Regions from separate parts of the Hordeum vulgare genome. Here region 1 is linked to region 2. Evidence: chromatin contacts called from public Hi-C data. All regions are on one chromosome and are shown on one strand. The core of a region is the stretch at or near the end of the contact, and the rest is flanking DNA. Distances in the headings are between cores, read along the strand shown. Region 1 holds the start of LOC123448703 (probable LRR receptor-like serine/threonine-protein kinase IRK). Region 2 has its middle 100 kb from the start of LOC123446505.

Region 1 (2,700 bases), core at 112-2,611, 430 kb after region 2:
CATGCTCACCATTTCTCCGACCCAAGTTGGAACGTTCCCGGTGAGCTCATTTGAGCTCAAGTCAAGGTCTGTGCAAGTGGAGAGCCTCCGCAGGGACTCTGGCAAGTTGCCGGAGAGCGAGTTGGAGCTCAGGTCCACTGACCGCAGCAGCGGACAGTCCCCGATGTCATCCGGGAGGCTGCCTGTGAGGCGGTTCCGCCGCAGGTTCAGAGCCCGCAGGTTGAACATCTTGCTGATGCCCACGGGCAACTCGCCGGTGATGGCATTGCCGGAGAGGTCCAGAGTTCGCAGCGCATTCAGGGACCAGATGCCGCTGGGCAGCATGCCGGCTAGGCGGTTGGAAGACAGGTTCAGAGACGCGAGCGTGCCGCACGCGCCCACGTCCGGGGTGTCACCGGTGAAGGCGTTGTTGGCCAGGGAGACGTCCCGGAGGGCGTGGCACTTGCCGAAGAATCCCTCCGGGATGGGGGCCGAGAAGGCGTTGCAGCTGAGGTCGAGCGACTGGAGGTCCGGGAGGCGAGCGAGGTCGGGTGGGATGTCGCCGGAGAAGTTGTTGGCGGAGAGGGAGAGCGACTGGAGCGACTCGAGGCGCAGGAGGCCGCGTCCGAGCTTGCCGGAGAGGCCGAAGCCGGCGAGGTTGAGCCCCGAGACGCGGCCGGTGCGCGGGTCGCAGGTGATGCCGGCCCACGCGCAGGCCCGCTCGTCGTCCTCGCTCCACGTCGCGAGGCGCCCCTCCGGGTCCACCACGTCGGCCTTGAACACAATCAGCCCCAGGACGTCGTCGTTCAGCGCCGCCGCCAGGCCCGCGCGGCCGCCGCCCTTGGCCTCCGCCAAGAAGACGAGGTGGACGAGGAGCAGCAGCACGAGGGACCGCATTGCTGCGAGTTGGATCCCAAATGGCAAGGCCCAAACAGCACAGCACGGCACGGGCAGCAACAAGTGAGGAGGGCTTTTATGGGGCTGGGAACAAGGAGGAGACGCCCCCAAAATGCCGCAAGAAGGCGATTCTGAGGAAGCGGATGAGCTAGGAGAGATGGGATTTAGTCAAATCTGCAGCAGAGGACCTCCAGGCTTGGGACGCCGCCCTCCTCTACAAATTAAGCAGGAGAAGAAACCAAATGTAAGCCATTAAGCTGCAGAAATTCGGACTCTAAGGAGTAGCGGCGATAGGTAAGGACGTACCGGCACGGGAACCTCCGCCGACTACTTGTAGGGCGCAGCCACCTCACCGGAGAACGCCATTGTTGCAGGTCGGAAAGGGAGAGAGGAGCGAGGGGAAGGGGGCGTGGGGTGTCAAGTGAACCGCGGTGGTATATGTTGGTGACAAAGGGGAAAAAAATGGGCGAGGGGGAAAAGCTGCTGCACCGCAGGAGTGATCGGACGGCCATGAGCCGCTGTAGCACGCCATCGAGAGTTTGGGTGGCCCAGGCGCGCGGGCTAAAAAGTTTGTGCACTGCGTCGGGCGGGGCCGCTTGGGCCGTGGGTATGGACCGAGAGAGGCTGCCCGAGCCCGACCAAGAAAAAGAAGAAAAAAAAGGCTCGGAGTACGTGGGCGGGGCGGTGCACGGTTCGAGACTTGGTGGACCGCGCCCGCCCGAGCGAGTAGAAAGAATCTCGTAACTTTTCGCTGCTTTTGAGCTGGACTGCGCTGCATTGGATTCTTTCGTATAATGTCCGTTTTCATCTTTGCTGAAAACCCCTAAAAAAATCTTTGCTGGAAAATTTCTCAACAAAAAGAAATATTTGCTACAAGAAGATCAAAATCCTAACGCCCTGGCCAGTCTAACAGGCTTTTAATTTTCTTTTAACTGAAGTAATTTAATATGATCCTAATCTAAATAAGATTTTCTTTGGAGGATTGAAGGAATAAATCCTCCAAAATATACATGAAGTGCTTTTTTTTCTATGAAAACAAGGTTAAAACCATCGGCCTTTATATCATTATAATGCACTCCAGCGTTCTTCTTAACCAGATGATCCGTTTGGCCTTTGATGTAAAACTCAACTAAAGCCAAGAAGCAAAGCAACCTCTGAACAATATTTCACAAACTATTTACAAAGGGGCAAAAAACAAATGGAAGCGAGTAGTTAGCCGGGCTATTTGAAGGATATTCTTCATGAACCATCTACAAGTGAGTATTCGTATTGCGTTTGAATTTGTGAAAAGTTTCATTGTTGATTTTTTTCTCGCGAATACGGAAAGATTTCGTATCATTTCATTGATAGGTAGGAGAGAACATTACAGCGGGGAGAAGGGAGGGAGGACACCGCACCAAAATGTGAGAAAACATAAGAAGAGAAACAACACAGCCCTAAATTAGCCTAGCTCAAGAACTTGAACCAAGAAAGGTGAGGAGGCGAGACACAAGACATCAAGGTCGCGTCACGACCAACGGGAGGCATCCACAACACGTGGCTACAACTCAAAGAACCAACCGAATCAACATACCCCCACCCCACCAGAAGCGCCTACAAGAGTCGGCAAGAGGGTTGCATGACACGGCCGGGTCCGAGAAAGGAGCAATAGAGGACGAGTCGACGATGTCATACATTACCCCCCGGATGCCCATGCCTGGAGGAGCACCCACACCAAGCACGACACCCGACAACTCAAAATCCAAGACCAGGAACATCGCGAGCAGCCAAGACAACATCTTAATGAAGGGGACGGTGTTGTGAAGCCATTGGTGCCCGATCCAT
Region 2 (2,700 bases), core at 5-2,504:
GAGGGCTGGTCGGTGCAGCCATGGGGACGGCCTCGGGCTGCGGCAGGGACCACGTGTCGTGGCACTATAGCCCGAAGGGGCGATGTAGCGGCGGCTCGCGGGTCACAGGGACTGCGTGTCATGACACTACGACCCGAAGGGGCTACATAGCGGTAGCGCGCGAGTTGGTGCAGCCACGGGGAAAACCATGGGACGGTGGTGATGCGGCCCAACGGGATGACGTAGCGGCAACTCGTTGCTTGATCAGTGGAGGGGCGCGCTGTTCTCGGGACAGCCTTCATGAAATCTACGAAGGCGCGCGTAACCCATGGGCCAGATCGATCGCAGTGCAAAAATGAGACGTATCACATGCGGGTGGGTTATCAATCTGATCATGCGCGAGGTCGGAGACGTCGCTCGATGAAGGCGGGGTGGCGGCAGAGTCTGAGATGAAGTCGACGACGACATGCATACGAGCCCAACGCGGCCAGAGCTGACAGCCGACCCGAGGTAGTCGGTGAGGCTGGCAGCCGGCATGCTCGACGCAGCCGGAGCCAGCAGCCGGCAAGGCCAACGCGACAGGAGTTGACAGCCGGCTGGGCAGATCGTACATGCGCGACGGAGGCTGGTGATGATGGAGAGGTCCCAGTTGGAGCGCGGGGGGGGGGGGGGGCAACATCTGACGCAAGGCGACGAGCGAGCAGACGCGCGGGGCGACTACTGTGAGGGACCGCCGCATTGTACGAGGCCGCCGGGTCGGAGAAAAGACCGGGTGGTCGCGTCGATGTCGGAATAGAGGCGCGGTGGTCGATGACGGCGACGGACAACGCAAACCTCTCTTAGATTGAGAAACCAAAAAGAAACGTCGATTAAAGGGACCGACAAAACAGAGAAAAGCCCTGAGTAAGGGCTCGGGAAAAGGTCTTTCTAGGGCAGCCGAGCAACACGACCGACGGAAAAACCCTAGGTACGGCCGACGCGGTCCCGAGTGACGGTCATGGAGGCGGATCGGTCTAGAGGCGGCACGGAGCAGAAGCGGCTGCGGCACATAGTCAGATGGATTCGCTGTTCAAAAATCGACCGATTAATCCCTACTCGGGGTGTGACCGCTAAGAAAAGGCCATATCGTCAGCATTAATCTTTTAGGCCGATTTATCGGTATGACAACCGATTTATCGCGAAATTTCCGATTAATCGATATGGGCCCGTGTGTACAGAAATCTGAAAATGGGCCTCGCTTCCCCCTCAAAGCACCAAATATTGCCGCTCGGTAGGCCGATAGGGTTTGCCAGATTCTATCCACACTACACAGTTCGTCCATAACGCCGCAATTCCCCATCCACACTTCCCCCTTCATGTTCCCGATCCACACCGCCGCCGCCACCCTGCTTGCCTCCAGTGGTCGGGGCTAGCCTAGTCGCCGCCTCCTCTTCACAGTCGGAGCTGCCCCACCTCTTCCCCAACAGCCCAGTCGCCGCCTCCCTTTCCATCTCGCGGCTACATCGCCATCTCGCCGGCTCCTTTCCCATCTTCGCGACCACCAGTCTCGTCGAAGCCACTCGCCGGCTCCGTGGAGCATCTCGCCGCCGCCACCACCACTCTTCCGTGACCACCACTTTCGCCCTTCCTCCTCCAGCAGCAGTGAACCGGGGCACCTTCCTGACGGTCGATGACCCGACCATCTCGCCACCGCGAGCACCGCATGCAGCAACACACCATCCCCGACCACACCGTCCTCCAGTAGCAAGCAGGCCAAAGGTTGGACCTGCTTCCATCCGTGCTTCTTTAGTGTAATTCAGGGTTGCCAGCGCATTTTTTGTTTTTTACCGTTTTAGATTCTTTGATAATTTGATGCACTATTGATTTCATGAATAGGTGTTGGTATTGACTGGTATTGTAGATTTGTAGATGATGGTAGTAGATTTTTAGATGCTGGTAATGCATTCAATTTTCTATAAATGTAGGGGATTGGTGGGCAACTTATGGACTACAAACTCCTACATTGATGCACATGGCCATGAGGATACTCAATTTGACCACAAGTTCATCCGATGTGAAAGAAATTGGAGTGTTTTTGAACAACTAATTCTCAACTTGCAAATACTCAAATCCACTACTGCTCAAATCTGATCCTTACTTTGTTTTTGACAATATGTGAATATCTAAGCTTCACTTTGCAATTTGTAGGTAGATGCAAAGAGAAGAAATAAACTAGATGTGCGTCGTAGGGACGATTTAGTTTATGTTCAATTCAATGGAAGAATGCTAGACAAGAGAAAGAAGTAGTCATCATCTTGTTATGTCCTCCTTGGTGAAGATGCTTCCACAGCCCAAGATTGGATATGCGAAGATGCTTACGTTGATGATGAGATGGAGGAAACCGAAGATGACAATGCAATGGAGCCTCGTAGAAGTCTAAGGGTGAGAGAACTACATGAAGTGGAAGAGTTCGTTTCCGATGATGAAATTGACGATGTGCCTATCAATGAGGATGAGATAGAGTTCGAGTCTGATGATGACGGGGTTGGGATAGAAGAAACCAATGACAATGGTTTGTAATTGTCTACTTATCTATAGTATTGTCCTATACTCCTATTTAAAAAAATTAAAGGCATGTTGTTTAACAGTTTCAGTGAAGATTTTTTCTATTTTTATCTTATCAGTGCCTCAAACCTATGACTTATAAAAAAACTGACCGATTAATAGTCCACCGATAAAATT

The links. Hi-C and Micro-C count contacts between places; a contact is called where the count stands out from the background.
Region 1: a contact with region 2 is called in a Hi-C map of leaf, with 5 times the contacts expected there. The contact joins the promoter of LOC123448703 here to the enhancer-like site in region 2. A contact is called at or near these places in 4 of 6 Hi-C or Micro-C datasets (leaf and seedling) and 1 of 1 datasets of contacts at active chromatin or transcription factors (embryo).

Annotation. Positions count from the first base shown.
Region 1 is chr4H:393,155,792-393,158,491 of MorexV3_pseudomolecules_assembly, forward strand. LOC123448703 (probable LRR receptor-like serine/threonine-protein kinase IRK) reads right to left here and starts at 1,362. Exons shown (of 3, transcript XM_045125672.1): 1 at 1,183-1,362; 2 at 1-1,090. The coding sequence starts at 876.
Region 2 is chr4H:392,724,352-392,727,051 of MorexV3_pseudomolecules_assembly, forward strand. No RefSeq gene overlaps it. Among protein-coding and RNA genes, the nearest start is that of LOC123446505, 100 kb to the left of the region's middle. Within about 2 kb of position 1,255, at least 2 of the 3 cell types and tissues checked have open chromatin away from gene starts, as enhancers often do. A contact at or near this core is called in leaf, where this site is marked.